Regions from separate parts of the Mus musculus genome. Here all the other regions are linked to region 2. The links are chromatin contacts, called in public Hi-C maps. All regions are on one chromosome and are shown on one strand. The core of a region is the stretch at or near the end of the contact, and the rest is flanking DNA. Distances in the headings are between cores, read along the strand shown.

Region 1 (2,700 bases), core at 167-2,666, 200 kb after region 2:
CACCACAAGTATTCTTATTGGACTGGAACACTGAGTTTTGAGGAATGAAGGTTCCAGACTCCGGCCTGGTCTGGTAGCCCGGAGAAAGGTCGTGAAGAAACGAAGCCCGGAGGGGCCTTTAGTCTCTGACATGTAAACATGAAGCCTGTTGGGAAAATGAACTTCTGGTCTGTGTCTGACATTGCTGGCAATGGTGGCGGAACGCTATTTAGCAGAACACTGGCTCAGTTCAGGGGAATTCTGAAAGAGATCAGGCAGCTGCATTCTGAGAGCGAATGACCCTCTGGGTGGCTACAGATGGCACTGCTGGGCAGAAGAGGCAGACATATACTGTGCACCATTGCCGGGCTCTGGCCACCCTAGGTATTATTTACCACGGTCTCAGATCAGACAAAGCTAAAGGGAGGAGGATCCAACCGTGGTTGAGACAGGAAGAGCTCTTCACAGTGCATGAGTTCTTCCCTGGAGCCTGTTCTCCCTACCCACGAAAGGGCTTCTTGTATTTGTGAGCGTAGAACTCTGCCTGCCTCTGGCTGTGTTAGCTCATTTCTCCAGCAACTGTGTGTTTGTTGGGTAAACATAACTTTTTTTAAAAAAAAGTTAACATTGTGTGGAAGCCACATGGGGGTCAGAGGACAGATTTCTTTTCTTTTTTTTTTTTTTTTTTGGTTTTTTTAAATTTTTATTTTATGTGCTATACTTATTATTACTACAGAGGACAGATTTCAAGAGTGGATTTCCTCTTCTACCATTTGGTCCTGGAGGTCATATGTCGTCAATCACAACATCAGCCCCTTTACCTACCAAAGCAGTGAAACAAGTTGTGGGGTTTTTTTGTTTGTTTATTTGTTTTGTTTTGTTTTTTTTATTTTCCTCTCCTATCTCTCATATATTGCTGCAATTTCCCCTCCTTCCTCTGAGTCCCTCTTCACATCCCCTGTCACCAACTACGTCTCCATTTTCCTTCAGAAAAGGGCAGGCCTCCCAGGGATATCAACCAAACGCGACATAACAAGTTACAAAAAGACTAGGCACCTCCCTGGTATTAAGGAGGATGTGGCAGGAAAAGGGTCCCAAAAGCAAGCAAAAGAGTCAGCGACAATCCACTATGACCGCCTCAGTGAGGGCAAAGGACAGCCGGGGGACTGCGTGGCAGGTGAATTCCAGTCCAAAGTGATTACTCTTCTCTAGGCTCATAGTCTATCCAACCACATTTGATCCCTGAAGTGTATGGTCAGCAAATGACACCTGGTCCCCTCCCCAGAGGGCCGGCCCCCTGCCTGGCTCTCAGCACACTCACCTAGGGTCCCCAAGCATAGAAGGGCGCAGATGAGCAGCCTCATTTTCAACTGTGGAACTGCGTTCTGCTTGCTCTCCCCCAGCCTAGGTGCACTTTACCCAGAAGGCAGTGTTGACTGATGAATCTGCCTACTGGGAAAGGTTCTTCAGCCCCAGTCCGGGCTGGTCGCCACTGCCACACCCTCCATGCCTTCCTTATCTGGCCAAGCAGATACTCAGGCGGCTAGGGACACTATTTTTTCTCTCTCTGTCCCCGGTTCGGTCCCTGGGTGGAAACGGTGCTTCTCCGGGAAAGCCGGCGCGCACATGCATAAGACCTTAACACAATTTTCTTTTGGAAATTCTCACTTCTCACTAAGGACTCTAAGTTGACTAAGCTGAGGTCCTCCCGCTGTCCTGCGACCCCAGTGGAGCTATCTCTTCTGTGACACAGCCCATAGTTTCTCCTCTATCTCCCCACCCCCACCCCCACCCCCACTCCACACCACACGCACCAGTGTTGCTTGTCCCAGCTGTGTAAGGCCTGGCTCAGGCACAGATCTGACATGCAGAGTTTCTCGCTCACCCGGCTGCAGCCCTGTCCGAAAGGCTGTGCGACCTCTGCCTAGAAAAAGTCTGGTAATTTTAAATAAAACTCGAAGAACTTCTAATTAAAATATAGTAGTAGGTGTACAACAAACCCTGCTAGCACAGTGTAATAATTATCACTAAGAGGACTCCGGTAGAGCCAGTCCACATCCAGGAGGCCGAATCCCTGCAGAGCTTCTCCCACATAGGTGGCCCCTACATGGAACAGAAACGGAAGTCTGCTAACTTCAGGACTCCACAGAGATGAAAACTTACAGCGCAGAGCCTGGCTTCTCTCACCCAAGTTTAAATTGGTATGATTTATCTATGCAGAGGTGTGTGGTTGCCCACCAGCTATCAGTGTGGCCTATTGTTTCATATCATGTGAATGAAGAATATTTCATCTCTCACCCTGATTGACAATTGTAGTACCGATTCCATCCTTACAGACAGTGCCGCTAGGAACAGAAATTTCATTTCATTTTATATACATTACTAGGATCTAAAACTAAATAAAAAAAAGCAGGGCCTGGTATGGAAGTACAGGCCTGAAACCCCAGCATTTGGGAAGTGGGGACAGTGGGATTAGGAGTTCGAGGTTTCAACTACGTGCCCTATTGGAGACTTCCCTAGGCTAGAGACCTTGTCTCGAAAACCAAGCATGTAGGGCTGGAGAGATGGCTCAGCGGTTAAGAGCAAGTGCTGCTCTTCCAGAGGACCAGAGTTCAATTCTGGCACCCATGTTGGACGGCTCACAACTAACTACCTGTAACTCCAGCGACAGGGGGACCTGACACCCCTGGACTCCAGCTACAGGTCATCTGGCTTCTGTGG
Region 2 (2,979 bases), core at 238-2,737:
CCATCCTTTGGAAGGGAGCGATATCTACCAAGTGTCCTTGAGTCCAAAGCCTCTGGCAGGACCCTCGTCCCAGCCTATGATGGGAGCCACACTAGTATGTCTGAAAATGTAGAATCCTAGGCATGTGGAGCATGCCTTTAATCCCCGTACTTGGGAGGCAGAGGCAACTGGGTGTGTGAGAGTTCGAGACCAGCCTGATCTACATGATGAGTTCCAGGACAGCCAGGGCTACATATTGAGACCTTGTCTTAAAAAAAGAGAAAGAAAGAAAGAGAGAGAGAGAGAGAGAGAGAGAGAAAGAAGGGAGGGAGGGAGGGAAGGAGGAAGGAAAGAAAGAAAGAAAGAGAGAGAAAGAGAGAGAGAGAAAGAAAGAAAAAAAAGGAAGGAAGAAAATGAAAATGAAAAAAGAAAAAGAAAAAAAGAAAGAGAAAAAGAAAGGAGAACTCCAAAATCAAGGAAGCAGCCAGCAGAGAGCTTTCACAGAAAGCCCAGGTCTTTCTGGCTGCCCCAAGCCCCTCTCTTCTTATAAGTCATTCTGAAGTTAGGGCAAGCCTTGGGTAATGAGAAGCCCGCCTCTTTTCCCATTGAAGTTCATTGGCTGGTGAGAAGAAAGAGGAGGGATCTCTTTAGGGTTGTGTAGGTTGGGTGATAGAGGTTGGGAGACCAGGTGATGTCTCAATTATTTACATTCTAGTCAAGCATCCCAAGAACATTGTAACTATTCATCAAACAAAATCCAGTGAGCCCTCTGGGTACCACAAGGTAAAGACCAGACGTGGAGAAAAGGGACAGAGAGGAGAAAACTTGGAGAAGCAGAGCCATGAGATTGAAGCACAGACCTTTGGGGAAATGTCCCATCTGGTAACTGCTTATCATGTTCTCGCTTAAGAAACAAAGCCATGTTGTATTTGCCTTCAACACTTTCAAAGATGGAGAGATGCAGCTAAGCTGGGTCCTGAATTACTGTCAACTTGATAGTAAAATATTGTATTACAGCTTCCCAGAGAGATTGGCAGTGGTATGTGTATGTGTGTGTGTGTGTGTGGGGGGGTAATCCTTGCAAATCCAGAAGAAAAAAAATTCCTATCTTTCCCAGCCACAGGGACTAAACATTGGAGGTAAAAATGTCCATTCCCTGCCAAGAAGGCCAGATTTGCTAACCTTTCATCGGTGATTAAATATGTAAACAGGTCCTGGGCAAGCCCTTGGCAAATCATTAATGAGAGAAAGCCTTCCTCTCGTGACAGGCCCGGCCCATTTATCAACCTCCACACCCATTCCCAGCCCTGTTTGGTGGCCACAGGACACAGGGCTCTCTACCTTGACAAAGTCTCTGCTCCTTAGGCACCTGCTACACTTTGATAACAATAATAAAATGTACATAGTTCGCTACAGTTTGCCAAGCCATGCATTTATTTACTGAACTCCTCAAACCACCCAGAAATAGGCTTGGCTAGGCTTCAGTCACATGACACAACACACCTTTATCTCTTGTTTGCACAAAGCCCGTGGCTTGTTTGGGTGACTCTCCAGGGCAGTGGCTTCCAAGGGTGGCTCAGAATGCCAGCTATTTGGACTTGAGGTACCTCTGTTTCATCAATCCACAATTAATGAGGCAGGAAAGGAAGCTAAGAAGGTCTCGCCATGGGAAGCAAGTGTTTTGGCCAGAAGGCGCATAGTCTTTCTGCTCCCAGGCGCTTGGCCAGAACTAGTCTCACGGCATTATCTAACTGCTGTACAGATGGAGAAATATAATCCTCTGTGCTCAGAGAGGAGAGGAGCAGACTTAGGCAAGTGCTAGAATCTTCCACCATGGGGAGTGATTCTAGGTGAACCAATATGCTCTCTGAGACCCTTCAGTCTTGTCAGGCTGTTGGAAGAGGGATGAATACAGTCAGAGGGAGGAAGCATCCACAGCGGATCCCTAGAGGAGAAAAGATGATATCTCAGCAAAGCCAAGGCTGCCTTAGAGATGGAAAAGTGGAGAGGACAGGCCCAGAAGAGGCAGAGCTGATGGATCAGAGGTTTAGAGATGCAGGGTCAGGAAAAAGGTTCTCTTTAGTTGACAAAGACTTAGGCAAAGGATGAGAAGGCGGAGGAGCTAGGGGGGATGACAGTTGATTGAGCATGCCCCCCAAGGGGCGGGGCTTATCTCGAGGGGAGGAGTCTCACCCAGAGCTTCTTCCTGAATGGTGAGGCCATCAGGACCATCACATCGATAAATGAGGTCCCCTCCGGTTGTCAATCACATTTTATTTGTTTGGTAGCTGGTGTGTGCAAGAACCCGCCATGACACATTTCCTGACCTTGCAGCGTGTATACTTTGACCTAGGGTAGGAACTTGACCAAGTGCTGTGGATTCCATTGGGAAATCAGAGAAGGGACCAGGGCTGGTTTCGAGGGTCAAGAGTGTAGGGAGAGAGGACAGCTAAGTTGTGAACAAAGGTAGAAAGGCGAGCAAACCTGTGCACATTCTGAGAATCCCCTGATCAGGGAACCTGAAGGAGAACAGGAGTAAGGCTAGAAGGGTAGGGTCTAGGCTTAGCGGGGGCCCCTTAGGCGTCCTTCGGGACTGGCTTAGACCAGCCCATTCAAAGCCTGGAGAATGGCCTTAGAGACCAGTCAACCAGTCCCAGAAGGGCGTTCCTACCTCAAAATACAGCCCCGGGTCCCTGAGAGGGAACTGCTACACCCCAGAGACCAGAAGAGCCGTCCTCCTGAGCAGCCCCAGCCAAAGTTGGCTCCACTATATGTCCTCTCTCTCTCTCTCTCTCTCTCTCTCTCTCTCTCTCTCTCTCTCTCCTCCCCGCAGTGTGGGAACTGGAGTCCCAGGGGTGTAATTGAAAGCCAAATGGGGCAGCTTATTTGAACAGGTTTTCTGTTCAGGCTCCTAAACTTCTCTTTGCACTGTGGGTTTCTCAGTACAGCATTTCAAATGTATACAGCCCCTAAACCTTAGAAGTCTCAGGTGGGGCAAGC
Region 3 (2,946 bases), core at 338-2,837, 160 kb before region 2:
AACACAGCAGCACCCTACCTCACAAAGCAAAATGAAAAACTCATCTGCCATACCACCTTTAATAAATTCACTTCTCTTTTATGTGTCAATTCAATTCTGTGTTTTATGTTCACTTTAACTAGGAACTTACTTATACCCAAATTAGCATTAAACACATTTATAGCTTGATTAATATGCTTTCTTTTATAAAATTCATTCTGCCCTTATGGATTTTTAAATTTTTACTTGATGAGCCCAGGATCTTATGTCAGGCTAAAATATTTTTTGAAAGAAAAAAAAAAAAAAAGCATGTGTACCAAATATGGACAGACCTTTTTTTTTTTTTTTGCCAGTATCCGTTATACAGTATAGTGACTACTTCTAGCATTTGTATTAGGCATAATAAGTAATTTAGAGATGGCTTCAATAACATGAGAGGACTTGTAAGAATTATATGCAAACACTCATGCATTCTGTAGAAAGGACTTTGAACTTCCAAGGCGTAGGAGAGAATTCTGGAGCCAAGCCTAAGCAACATTGCAAGGACATTTTAGAGGGTTAGCATGGTGACATATATCCATGCTATTCAATGCCACGGTGACTGTCTATTATAACAAATTACCTTTTATATACAAGTTATTGTTATCATTATATTTATTATTGTGTGTCTCGCACACATGTAATGTTATCTCATGTGCACAGTCAAAGGACAGCTTGCAGGGGTAGCCTACCTCTTCCCACCGTGGGTTCTGGAGATCAGACTCAGAGCCCCAGGCTTATACAGCAAGGGCCTTAACCCACCAAGCCATCTTGCCAGCCCATGTCCTTCAAAAAGGCACTCTACTTTACATAACAAGGAACGCCAACAATTCTAAGTAGTATTTTATAATAATACTTTTAAAGGCCCAGAATTAGAAGTCTTACAGATTTTTGGAAAATGGAATAGTAATTTTTCCGTTTTATTTCCAAAATCATATCTGTGTCAGGCTGCCCTACCTCTTGTTCTGAGTGCGCGATTTATTTTTACGGGGCTTTCCAATGTATGTGATTTTATTGCCAACAATAACAGATAACTTTGTTTGTATAGTCTGGACAGACACGCCGCTTCTTCATTCCTGTTTGAAGACTGTCTAGGACAGTCCTCAAACATTGGCGGGGACAACTTCCATCCGCCCTCTTCCCATCAGAGGGCTTCATTGGACCTTGTCTCTCTGTTTCTCTGTATTCTTTGTGCTCTATATATTTATTTATATTTGTGTGTGTGTGTGTGTGTGTGTGTGTTTAAGCTAGTTCCATTCTTGAGTCGATTGGCCCAATTTAGGGGTTTTAGGGCCTCACAGAGCTTTCTTATCTCTTGTTCTTAGTGTTATCTGTCTGAAGAACTGCAGTGGTCACGTGACACTCTGTTCAGCGGTACTCAGACTGGCTTTTTTGCTCAGCAGTCCTTTTAAGCAGACCTTTAGAGGCAACCTCAGATAATCCATGACGTTGGGTGTAAGGTCCGTCTTTTTGTTTTCCTTCTCAGGGAGGAGCTACACCTTGGTGGGGCGTCTGCCTGGATAACCTGTGCTGTGCGGTGTAGAGGGAGGGGCGTGATCGAATCCACCCATCTCCGAAAGTGGCCCTCCCTCTTTCACTGGAATGCGGTTTTGGTTTTCTGACAGCCAGTGTGCCCATAGCTTCTCCTTGTTCACTGGCGCTCTCCCAAAGGCATTCGGGCCCATGGCTTGTTACTAACTGTGGCTGTGGCTGAGGCCTCCTAGTGCGACATCTTGTTCGTATCGTTTCCCTCAGAGTGTTCAAATAGTTTCAAAATAATTTTAAACACGATTGTGGTGGAGTTTTGTCTTTTTTTTTTTTTGTAACCTAAAAATAACAAGAAACAGAAGATTATTTTTTCCATATGCTTGTGCCTTGCTATAATTTTATTACTAATTTGTAATTATGCTTAACTACCATTCATGAATATGGGTGGGGCTTAGGAGATTTGTTTTGTAGTCTATTATAGGATTTTCTTATTAGTTTACTATAGGATTTGCTATTCACGCCTCTCTTCATCATTTCCTTCTAGATCACCCAGGGTGTACGGGTACAAGTGTACAAATCGACATTTATCAATAATAGATCATAAGGAAGATCATTTTAAAACAATTCCTTGACACTTATTAAAGACAAAATTATACTAATGGGATGTGTGTATAGAGATCTAATAAACCGGTTAGATACACACTAAGAACTGTCCGTGGAAAAAAATTAGTCTTTTTTTTTTTTAATTACATAATTAAACCGATGTGTTTCTAAAAGAGCAGAAAAGCACAGTAGCGTCAAACTTGAGCCAAGGCATCTCAGTGAGACCTTGTCGTCGTGTGTCGAGTGTACAGTGCAAGGCGCAAAGCTTCCGGGAGGTTGGAGGTTGCCCTGTGCAGCATGGGTGAGCATGATCGGAAGGGGTGAGCGCGATCAGAAGGGGTGCGCATGATCAGAAGCAGCTTGGGTTTCATGTCATGTTTGTCTTGGGGTTCACGTTTAGTCCGTGCGCATTCAGAAACCTTTAACCTCAGCCACATTTTCACAACCCCCACAGTGAGTTGTGTGACCTCAGGTGGGGTCATGACTTATTTTAAGAAGCTTTGCTATAATGCTAAGTCTTGTGATGACGCCAGCTGGTTGTCGTTGTTGTTTGTTTATTAGCGTGTTCATTTTCTTTTGAGTAAAATGTCCCAACTTTATCTTGGTTTCCCTCAACTTTGCCTTTTAATATTCTGAACCGTGACCTCTTATGGTAAAACTGCCTGAGCCCTAGTTCCTTAGAGACATTTGGGGGAAGCTGAGGAGCGCCCTTGAAGTCCTGTTTCTGTACTAACAGTAACTTTCTGTATTAACAGTTACACAGTTGTGATGCACACCTGCGATCTTCATTTGAGTAGGAAACATGTTCAGGTGTAAAGGCTTATAATCGCCATGTGC

Evidence for each region. A called contact is a pair of places that touch in the nucleus more often than the background predicts.
Region 1: a Hi-C map of liver shows a contact between it and region 2, with 3 times the contacts expected there. The contact joins the promoter of 1300017J02Rik here to the enhancer-like site in region 2. A contact is called at or near these places in 7 of 39 promoter capture datasets (cranial neural crest, embryonic stem cells, frontonasal cranial neural crest and 4 more), 17 of 484 Hi-C or Micro-C datasets (the 63-12 cell line, cerebellar granule neurons, cerebellum and 8 more), 7 of 115 datasets of contacts at active chromatin or transcription factors (bone marrow-derived macrophages, craniofacial prominence, embryonic basal ganglia and 4 more) and 3 of 9 other capture datasets (adipose tissue, liver and pancreatic islet).
Region 3: a contact with region 2 is called in a Hi-C map of liver, with 2.3 times the contacts expected there. The contact joins two enhancer-like sites. A contact is called at or near these places in 1 of 15 datasets of contacts at CTCF or cohesin (embryonic stem cells), 16 of 484 Hi-C or Micro-C datasets (the MC38 cell line, cerebellar granule neurons, cerebral cortex and 10 more), 10 of 115 datasets of contacts at active chromatin or transcription factors (craniofacial prominence, embryonic stem cells, epiblast stem cells and 4 more) and 1 of 9 other capture datasets (embryonic stem cells).

What each region holds. Positions count from the first base shown.
Region 1 is chr9:103,286,881-103,289,580 of GRCm38.p6, forward strand. 1300017J02Rik (RIKEN cDNA 1300017J02 gene) reads right to left here and starts at 1,417. Exons shown (of 17, transcript NM_027918.2): 1 at 1,301-1,417. The coding sequence starts at 1,343.
Region 2 is chr9:103,089,059-103,092,037 of GRCm38.p6, forward strand. It overlaps a transcript of Slco2a1 not described here. Among named protein-coding and RNA genes, the nearest start is that of Rab6b, 22 kb to the right of the region's middle. Within about 2 kb of position 1,488, at least 49 of the 459 cell types and tissues checked have an H3K27ac peak or open chromatin away from gene starts, as enhancers often do. A contact at or near this core is called in cerebellar granule neurons, cerebellum, extraembryonic endoderm stem cells and 3 more, where this site is marked.
Region 3 is chr9:102,932,989-102,935,934 of GRCm38.p6, forward strand. No RefSeq gene overlaps it. Among named protein-coding and RNA genes, the nearest start is that of Gm31434, 68 kb to the right of the region's middle. Within about 2 kb of position 1,588, at least 46 of the 459 cell types and tissues checked have an H3K27ac peak or open chromatin away from gene starts, as enhancers often do. A contact at or near this core is called in extraembryonic endoderm stem cells and liver, where this site is marked.